2 separate regions of the Sus scrofa genome follow, and region 1 is linked to region 2. Evidence: chromatin contacts called from public promoter capture Hi-C data. All regions are on one chromosome and are shown on one strand. The core of a region is the stretch at or near the end of the contact, and the rest is flanking DNA. Distances in the headings are between cores, read along the strand shown. Region 1 holds the start of SPRYD7 (SPRY domain containing 7). Region 2 holds the start of RNASEH2B (ribonuclease H2 subunit B).

Evidence for each region. Promoter capture Hi-C pulls out the DNA fragments that hold promoters and counts their contacts.
Region 1: a promoter capture Hi-C map of liver shows a contact between it and region 2, with 11 times the contacts expected there. The contact joins the promoter of SPRYD7 here to the promoter of RNASEH2B in region 2. A contact is called at or near these places in 4 of 5 promoter capture datasets (fetal liver, fetal skeletal muscle and liver), 19 of 47 Hi-C or Micro-C datasets (adipocytes, alveolar macrophages, blood and 15 more) and 2 of 2 datasets of contacts at active chromatin or transcription factors (alveolar macrophages and skeletal muscle).

What each region holds. Positions count from the first base shown.
Region 1 is chr11:17,846,695-17,851,267 of Sscrofa11.1, reverse strand. It overlaps SPRYD7 (SPRY domain containing 7), which reads right to left and starts at 2,257. Exons shown (of 5, transcript NM_001243529.1): 1 at 2,124-2,257. The coding sequence starts at 2,229. It overlaps TRIM13 (E3 ubiquitin-protein ligase TRIM13), which reads left to right and starts at 1,263. Exons shown (of 4, transcript XR_002336667.1): 1 at 1,263-1,859.
Region 2 is chr11:16,908,592-16,913,212 of Sscrofa11.1, reverse strand. RNASEH2B (ribonuclease H2 subunit B) reads left to right here and starts at 1,407. Exons shown (of 11, transcript NM_001244492.1): 1 at 1,407-1,598. The coding sequence starts at 1,547. LOC110255807 (a long non-coding RNA gene) reads right to left here and starts at 1,198. Exons shown (of 3, transcript XR_002336662.1): 1 at 938-1,198; 2 at 163-262.

The DNA.
Region 1 (4,573 bases), core at 1,008-3,507, 940 kb before region 2:
CCCGCAACCTCATGGTTCCTAGTCGGATTCGTTAACCACTGCGCCACGATGGGAACTCCCAGACTATTTTCTTAAATCTAAAGGCAACTACACTCCTTAAGTTATCTAAATAAAGTTTCACATATCCAAGCACATGCATATTCACTAAGTGTGCTCCTCATATATCAACTTAAGATCAATGCATGCTTTAAACTATTCCTAGCTTGATAAGCCTCTCCTATTATTTTCTAAAATCAGGTTGCTTCTGTGATTGAAGAATTTGAATTCACCAGAAGACAGGATAAGAAAAAGTTTCCACGCAGGTAGAAAACTGGGAAATGACATTACTGAAAGACGCTATGCAGCTTTGGAAAAGGAGAACATAGTGGAACAAGCACAAGTGACCAGCTCTTTGTAGAAGAGACCAGAGAAAAGGAATACTTTACAGAGTAGATTGTAGTAATTCAGGATTTTGGCAGTAGAGACAGAAAAGAACTAAAGCTGATCATAAGCTCCAGGAACTATGCGTGTTGCCAGCATCTAAAACAATGCCTGCCATCTGAGAGTCATCCAATAAATATCAGTTGAGCGAATGAATAAATGGAATGGAAACATTTTCTCAGGGAAATTATAGGATTTGAACATCTGTCTATAAACGATGATGAATAAGTAATAATTTAAAGAGATATACACATACATTTACATGTATTTATGTATTACGCTGCTGCATTAAATTTAGGAGACATAAGGATTAAAATTAAACACCCCTGGAGTTTCCATCGTGGGGCAGTGGAAACGAATCTGACTAGGAACCATGAGGTTTCAGGTTTGATCCCTGGCCTTGCTCAGTGGGTTAAGGATCCCACATGGCGGTGAGCTGTGGTATAGGTCACAAATGGGGCTCAGAACCTGCATTGCTGTGGCTGAGGCATAGGCCAGCAGCTACAGCTCTGATTAGACCCCTAGCCTGGGAACCTCCATATGCTTCAGGTGCGGCCCTACAAAAAGACAAAAAAAAAAAAAAAAAATTAAATTAAATACCCCAATAAAAAGCAGTATATAATTACATTTGTGGTTTAGTTCATGCTATAGAAATATAATGGGAAGAGTGTCTCTAGAATTATAAAGAATCTAGGCAGGAGAGGGTTTTGCTATAAATATTAAGAAATCCCTTTCTTACTTTAATGTACTGTCCTTTAGCCAAAGAGAAATGTGGGAAAAACTGAAAGTGCATATATATATATTTAGAAGAGAATAATCCACAAAAAGATAGTACTCTGAAATACTTAGTGGGAATCTCTCCTTCTAGAACCATACTCCAGAAACATGAAACTACATGGGACAGTCTAAGAACAGAAACAATAATAAGGTTGTGAAAGAGGCTACAGAGGGGAGAGGAAGAATGTGAGAGAAGCTATATGTTCATGCGAAATTGGAAGGAAAAACATACATGAGAAGAAGCAAAGTGCTGTTTTATTTTTGCAACAGCCTGAATTGTTGGCAACAGACCAGTCAGATGAAATTACAACACCGCTAAGCGTGACTAAGGAGGAGTCAGACAATGGGAGGTTTTAGTTGAAGTGACACGGTCTGACATGAGCTGTGACTTGAAGCTTCTGCAACTTGCCCTGTTTTGACATTAGTAGGTGAGAGGAAAATAATTTTCAATAAAACAACCGATAAATGATGGGCTAAGAGAAAGCTGCCTGGGCAGAAGGAGCCGAAATCAGCTAAAGCATTCTGAAAATGTATTGGATTTGACTGGAGCTCGCCCGTGGGACACCGTAGGAGGGGCACCACAGTACTATCGCTCCCCACGCCTGGGAACTTGTGCCGAGTCTCAGGATGCGACAGCTCGGAGGAGATTCCGGTGAGAACGGGTAGGTCCACCCACACACCATCTCCACTAGGCGAGGGCAGACAACACTGCGTAGCCTTGAACACAGAACCGGGCCGAAGTGGAGGCGGCCTGTGTCTGGAGGAGATCCGCCAGACCCGGCCGAGGGCAGCGTCGCAGGGCGAGGGCAGGGGGCGGGGCCCGGCGGGGCCCGGCCGCGCGTGGTGCTCGCGACCCCCGACTGACCCCGACCCGCACCGCCCGACTCGGGGTGGGCCGTTGGGTCACGGGAAGGGAGGGCCCTTACCCATGTGTTGCGTGTCCAGCTGCACGGCCGGCATCTCTTTCAGAGGGATGTGGCCCGTCCCGCCATCTCTGCAGCACCGCAGGCAGCAGAACACCGAGGAGGCCATGTCTCAGGGACCGCCGACGACACCGCGACCCACCGCCCCTAGACCGCGGCGACTCCCGCCCCTACCCCTCCGCTCCGCCTCCTGCCCCCGCCCGAGCGCCGGAGGGAGTCTGTGGGGCGCAGAGGCTGGTACAGCGACGCCCCTGGCGGGGAGGGTGCAGCGCAGTCTGAGGCGAAGCCTGCCTGGGCGGAAGATACCGAGGATCGGCCGGCGGGCGGGGCTGGGGGCGGGGCGGGGCAGAGGGCGTGGCGGCCGGGCGGTGAACCGCGTGCGCCTGCGCGGAAAGGTTTTTCCCTTTTGTGCCGCCCCGCTTATGTAGGTATTTCTGTACTGACCCGGGCTCGAGCTGACTTGCGTTCTCATTTAGCTCAGGTGTCCTTGGATGCTGTAGTTTAAAAACTGCCCCCCACTTCGACATTATTTTAGGCATTAGTTGGCAGTGGCAAATTTGCCTGGGGGAGTGGGAGCTGATTTAAAACAGCCCGAAGATGTCCTCCCTCCACGCCCAGGACTGAGAGAACTTCGCCTTCGCGAAGAGCCTCTGGCCCCCTCTCACCGCCCCCCGCCGTGGCTGGTTTCTGGAGAATTTTCTCAAATCATGAACAGACGCACAGGGCCCAGGAGTAATGGCTGTTAGTAATTGCACAGTGGCTATGCATCCAGGGCTCTTGAGTCGACTCCCCTGCTGCATTTTAGGTGCAGAGACGAGTTTCCCGTTGAGGGGCGTACTGGAGGCCACCCCGGGAGGGGACTCCCTGGGGCAGGGCTGGAGGGCGATTCTTGACCTGTCTCTTCCAAATTCAGCGGCATGGATAATGGGTTCTAATGAGTGTAATGGGAACCCCTGAGTCAGCGGTTCAGGGGAAGGACTGAGTTCCTACAGCCTGTTGTTTCCTGTTTCCATGTAGGAGCCTCCCGTTTGGGAGCACCAGTCATCTGGTGCACTACTTAGATCATCCGCATCCTGATCCATTTTCCATCTTCAGATACCACTTGTCGCCTGGAGAAAGTCTGGGACGACCTCTAGAATTAATCTGGCTTAAACCTCTGTTGTCAAATAAGGTTCCATCTGAAGACTTCCCCAGGATTCAAGCCCTGGGAGACCTGACGCAAAATGCCCCCTCAGTATGTAATGGGTTCTTCGACATAACTTCTTAGTGACAAATATCTTTTATGGTGAATTTTTCCCTTCAGAATGGGAGAATTTTTTTTCAAGGTCCTGAGTTTCTTGGATGTTTATACAAACGGTGTTTTCATTACAATACTTATGAAAATCTCAAAGATTTGTACTTTGAGGTTTATTTATCATAGGATTAATACCAGAGGTGATTGCTGAAGCCCTCACTGCCTATAAAGTACTTTCCTGGTGATCATTTTACACATGAAATTTTCTTTTGCTGAAAAACTTGACCATTTGGAGAAGTGTTAGTGTCCTAGTTTTTCCCTTTGGGAAGGAGTGGGGAGTTGAATGTTGCAGAGACAAAAATTTTCTGCATATCTGTGAGGTAGGCACTCTTTCTTACACACACTCACCGAATTCTTGAAAAGTTTGAGAGTAAATATTGTCCCTGTGTAAGTGAAGAGATGGGCTTGAAGGGATTAAATAATTTGTGTAGCCTCAAATGACTAGGAAATAAACAAGGTAGGATTCAAAACCCATGACTCTGACGGAGTCTGTATTTGCTCCACCAGATCATGCTGCTTCTCAAATTCTAAAGTTCTAACTCTTGCAATTAATGCTATAATCCTTTTAAATGTGCTCTTAGTTCAAAATACAGATTTGTACTTAATTTCTGTATGTTTTGTTAATCTCCAAATTAACCATAAACTTCCATAACTCATGTATAAGCAATAAAGTAAAATAAAATTTGTTGTTATAAGGTAAAATATTTTATTCACAAACATTATAAAAGTAATACGTGTGTTAAATATATAATAAATGTAAGTGTATTGGATTTGACTGGAGCTCAGGCCAATCAAGTTAGTCACATGTTCAATGAAAAGCCAGGCTGTTAGATGGCTGTGAACTGGCCTTTACTGTAGAGGCAGAATTGCCTGTAGTCTTGCTTGGTTAGAAAACTATTTGCTGGGGCACTGCCCAGTGCACTTTGCCCACAGTGTAGCAATTCAAGTGTACTCAGCAGTATGAAGCAAGCAAAACCGGTTAGGCCCAGAAACAGACTTCCCTGCCTTGGCAGATGAATGCCATCCGAAAACTCACAGACCTTACTCCTTCTTATAGCTGGGATTCTATTATCCTTTCATTATTGTTTTCAAAGAAATAAGCCTTTCTTTTTGAAAAGCACAATGTTAGAGATGTTTTGACAGTCTTTCACAGCTATCG
Region 2 (4,621 bases), core at 158-2,657:
TGCATGACATGGGAAACTTGTTTACAGCAACGTTAAGGGAGAGAAGCAGGCAAAATTGTTTCTGCACTGTGAAAACAACCACATGAAAACACACATGAAAACAGCCGGTGGCTGGAAAAGATCAGAGAACGACAAAAACAGCTCTAGAGCAATAATACCGACCTGTTGCCTGCCCCGGGGCTGGCATCTGGGTCTCCCTCCTCAACGGTCCTCTCTGCCAGGTGTGGCCTGCAGTCAACTTACTTAGCTGCATTTCTCCCCCCTCATGGGAAATGGGATTGAAATTAAAAAAACCCTTCAGAAGGCTGAGATAGATCTAGTGCTGCTGAATTTAACTATCTTCAAGATTTAAACCAAAAAACCTAAGTGCATTAAAGTTATGTATACTCATAATGCATGCATATTCAGATATATATGTGTATGTAGGAGTATATATATGTCTATACGTGTATAGACATATATATACACATACATATATCTTTTGCATTTTAATTAACATTATAAAGGGAAATGTTTCTGTTTTTGAATATCTTTTGAAGAAAAATAAATATACCCCAAATACCATTTGTGCAAAAAAAGAAAAAAGAGAGACATGAACTTGTGAATGGCAAGATCCTGTTAGAATAGACAGACTTAACAGTAATTGCCCCTGGGGAAGAGGGCTGGAGATCTGGGTTATTAGCAGGGAGTCATACTTTTCTTTAAAGTATGAGACAGATGTTTATTACCACCTTTTCTAAAACCGTGTACAATTAAAATTTTATTTTAAAAGTTTAAATCTTCAAATTTCATGACTCTAACTTTTTAAATAACGCTTTTAAAATGTCTTGATTAACTCATTGCAAATTGTCTTTCAAAGCAAATGCATATTTTGAGCCTCAAATTGTGCACCTCTTCGTAGTGACAAGGACTAACCCCAAGTTGAGGACTGCTTTACCTGTGTCACGAAGCACACAGCACACTAGATTCGGGCATTACTTCCAACGCAGGATGCAAATAATAATCAAGGTACGATGACCAGAGTAGCATTAGGATTTGGACGTGGATTCGCTCCAGGCTTTCCCTTCTGCCAGGTGTGTGCGAGTCCACCAGCCTTGGGGTCCCCACTCCCCCACTGGGAAGACCCTGGGCCGCTGCAAGCAGAGACCCGGCGCCCCGGGCTGAAGCGATCCGCCCGCCGCCGCCGCCGCCGCCGCCGCCGCCGCCGCCCTGGGTCGCCGCCCAGCGCGTCGCGTCACTGGGCGCCGCGGGTGAGCACCTCCCATTGGCCGCGCCGCGGGGCGGAGGGGCCGCGACCCTTTCCGCCGGCCTGGGCCTGGCGCTCAATTTAAACACTTAACCTAAGCCACTGGCGGGCTCCGGAAACGAAACGAAAAGAAAGCCCGAGGTTCTCCCCGCGGGCCGCCCTCCGGGCCCGCCCTCTGCACGCTGCGCTCCTCGGTAAAGTCCCTTCTCCCGCCATTTGCCGCGGGGCTCTGGCCGGGCCCGCGCTCCGCGTGCAGAGGCCTGCGGCCACCCGGAGCGCTCGGCGGGCACGGCGGGCAGCATGGACCGCAGAGACGGGGCTTGCGGCCGGCAGCACGTGTTCCTGGTCCCAGGTAAACACGACCGCCCCGGGGCAGCGGCGCGCTCGGCCCGGCCCCTTGTCCCCCAACCGCCGCGCGGGAGCGCGCGCCGAGCGTCCGCGGGGGCGGCGCCCAGGCGGGTTCTCAGCGGCGGCCCCGGCGCGCGCACCCCGGCGGGCCCCCCTGTCCGCGCGCAGCCGAGGTACACCCCGCGCAGGCCCTGCGCGCCCCTCGGCCGCGCGCGCGGGACTCGAGTGTCTCTCGGAACACGTGGTTCTTCATTTCGGTTTCAAGTTCTGTATCTGTGCGTTTCAAAACCCGAGCTGGAAGCGCAAAAACCGACCGAGCGGATTTTCCCCCTTGGGGTTCTTTGTAGATCAGGTGGGCTGGAGACTGCGGCCCAGGCCAGCGGAGAGCGGCGCAGGTTCCGCAGTTGTCCGCTCCTGGGATGTAATTTGATACCCCTCGCCACTCGACAGCCGGCCAGGCATCTGGGACCTACTAGATCGGAACCGAGGATCCAGTAGACCCGCATCGGCCTGGAGGCTGTGGTGTCTTAACCCCATCCCTTCCCTGGGACAGGCCTTGGTTGGTGAGGCAGGAGGGAAGCTGTGTGGCAGGGGTTAGGACAAGGGTGATTCAAAGAGATTCAGGCAGGTAGCTAATGATGGGAGTGGTGGAACCTGCCTTTTCAGCCTCCCCGGGGTGATGATTCAGGGACCGCAGAGGCTTCGGATGATGGACATCAGTTGCCAGCCATGATTGGCATGAAGTGTCAGAATAAATGGAGTTGGGACCAGGGAGTGCAGGTCAGAAAGGTTTGGCCCTTTCATGGGATGATAGATTGATTTGATGACATAACATTGGATATAAGGAAAACCCATTGTTTTCAGTATCTAACTTGGAGACTTTATTCGGCAAATATGGTATTTTTCAAGTAAATGATACTCTGATAACAATATAGATGGCCATTAATCTAGATTTTTATGGTGGATATTGAAAATTGTTACATGACAATCTGTCGATATTTTTTGTGTTTTACTTTTTCTCCATTTGTAAAGAAGTATGCATATAGTAACATATACAAGTTTAAGCAGGTGCAACTCAATGAACTTTTCATATATCTGTACCCCTGTAAGCATTCCTCATGTCAAGACCTAGAACTTTTCCAGTAGGCTTCTCTTACCTGTTGCTGGATAGCCCCAGTAACCCCGCTGCTGACCTCTGTCACCAGAGGTTCCTTCTGCTTGTTGGGGTAAGTGTGTGTTCCTTGGTGCCAGGCCTCTCTCACTCAGCGTTACATCTGTAAGTTTCATCCATATTCTGTGTAGCAGTAGTCTGGTTTGTTGCTTCCTATGTGTCTTTATCATATGTATGTTCTTAATATTTATCTCGACTTCTGTGAATGGATATTTAAATTATTTCCTGTTTGTAACCATTATGAGTTACACTTCTAAGAACACTCTTTTTAGGAGGCTTTCTCAGCAGTGTAGACTTAGGAGTGGAATTGCTAGTCCTGGATACTGTATGTTCAGCTTTGGTAGATGCTGCTCAGCGGTTTTCCAAAGTGGTAGCACCGATTTCCACTCTCACTGGCCGGTTGCTGCACATCCTCAATGGAGATTTATAGTTTGTAGAGGAAAAGTTCATGCAAAGTTCAGGTCTTCACAGAATCCAGCAAAGGGCTACCCGATACATGCTTTACCGTAGAAAAATTCTCACTGTTGTCACATTAGTTCAATGAGATTTTAATGATGGGACTCATTAAGAATCAAGTGGGTTATTTTTCTTCAGATGCACGTAATGACTGAGAATAATTCGAGTTGCTTATCTTGTTCTGTTTAGTCAGTACGGACATTTTCATTCTGGGTTTTTTTTTTTTCAGGTTTATTTATTTATTTATTTATTATTACTCAATGAGTTTATTACACTTGTAGTTGTGCAATGACCGTCACAATCCAATTTTATAGGATTTCCATCCCACAACCCCAGCGCATCCGCCGACCCCTGACCTGTCTCCTTTGGAAACCATAAGTTTTTCAAAGTCTGTGCATCAGTATCTGTTGTGCAAAGAAGTTCATTGTGTCCTTTTTTCAGATTCCACATGAGTACTGACATTTTCATTCTTAAAGTATGTTTGTGTCCTCATCACATTAAACGTAAAAACCTTTAAGGTAATTATTGATTGCATCTCTGGAAGTTGTAGGTTTAATACGTCTACTGGCTGGTGGCAAGAGGAGTTTCAGTCCAGTTCCTGTTCAGAGCTGAGCCCGTACTGTGGCCTCTGAACTTTTTGGAGGAGGCTGAGCCAGCTGTTAAGGAACTGTTAAAAAGCACAGTGTATGTGGTTAGGCAGGCGGTTTGGAGACAGAACTTGAGCTTCTAGTGCCTGTAATTCCTCTAGCTGGCCTTTACTGCCACCTGCAGGCTGTGGGGGTACAAACACTGGTGTTTGATAAGTAACTGCTGTGCCACTGTGCTTCTCAAACATGAGGGCATCAGTCACTGGGGAGCTGGGTACCATCCCCAAAGTGTCTGATTTTGTACATCTGGAGTGGGGGCTGAGAATGTACGTTTCTAGCAAGTTCCCCAGTGATGCTGATGCTGCTGGTCGGAGGACACCCCTAGGAACCACTGCAGTAGCACCAGCCCTTGGGAGCTAGGAACGGCCAGTCTCAGGCTTCGCTGTCTTTATGGTGGACCAGAATTACCAATGGCAGGGCAGTGCATGTCGGCACAGGGTACGAGGCCCATCTCCACACACATATTTGTTGTTCTTTCCAGCAGGTGGGAATTTGGCCCCAGTAAGTTGTACATTTGAGAGGAGGAGACTCTACCCTGTCATGGGGCTGTGTTATATCCTGAAGGACATGGTAAAGTATTTATTCATTAGTTAGGTCTCTTTTCTGCTGGTTTTCAGTTTGTCTGGAGAAGTCCAATATCCCAGAAAAACAGAAGCTAAAACATGAGAGAGATACTTGTAAGGTACTTAGACATGGGGCCGTGATTTTCGGAGCCCAGTTGAGACAGTACTGCCTCGCATTTCAGCAGGGTAA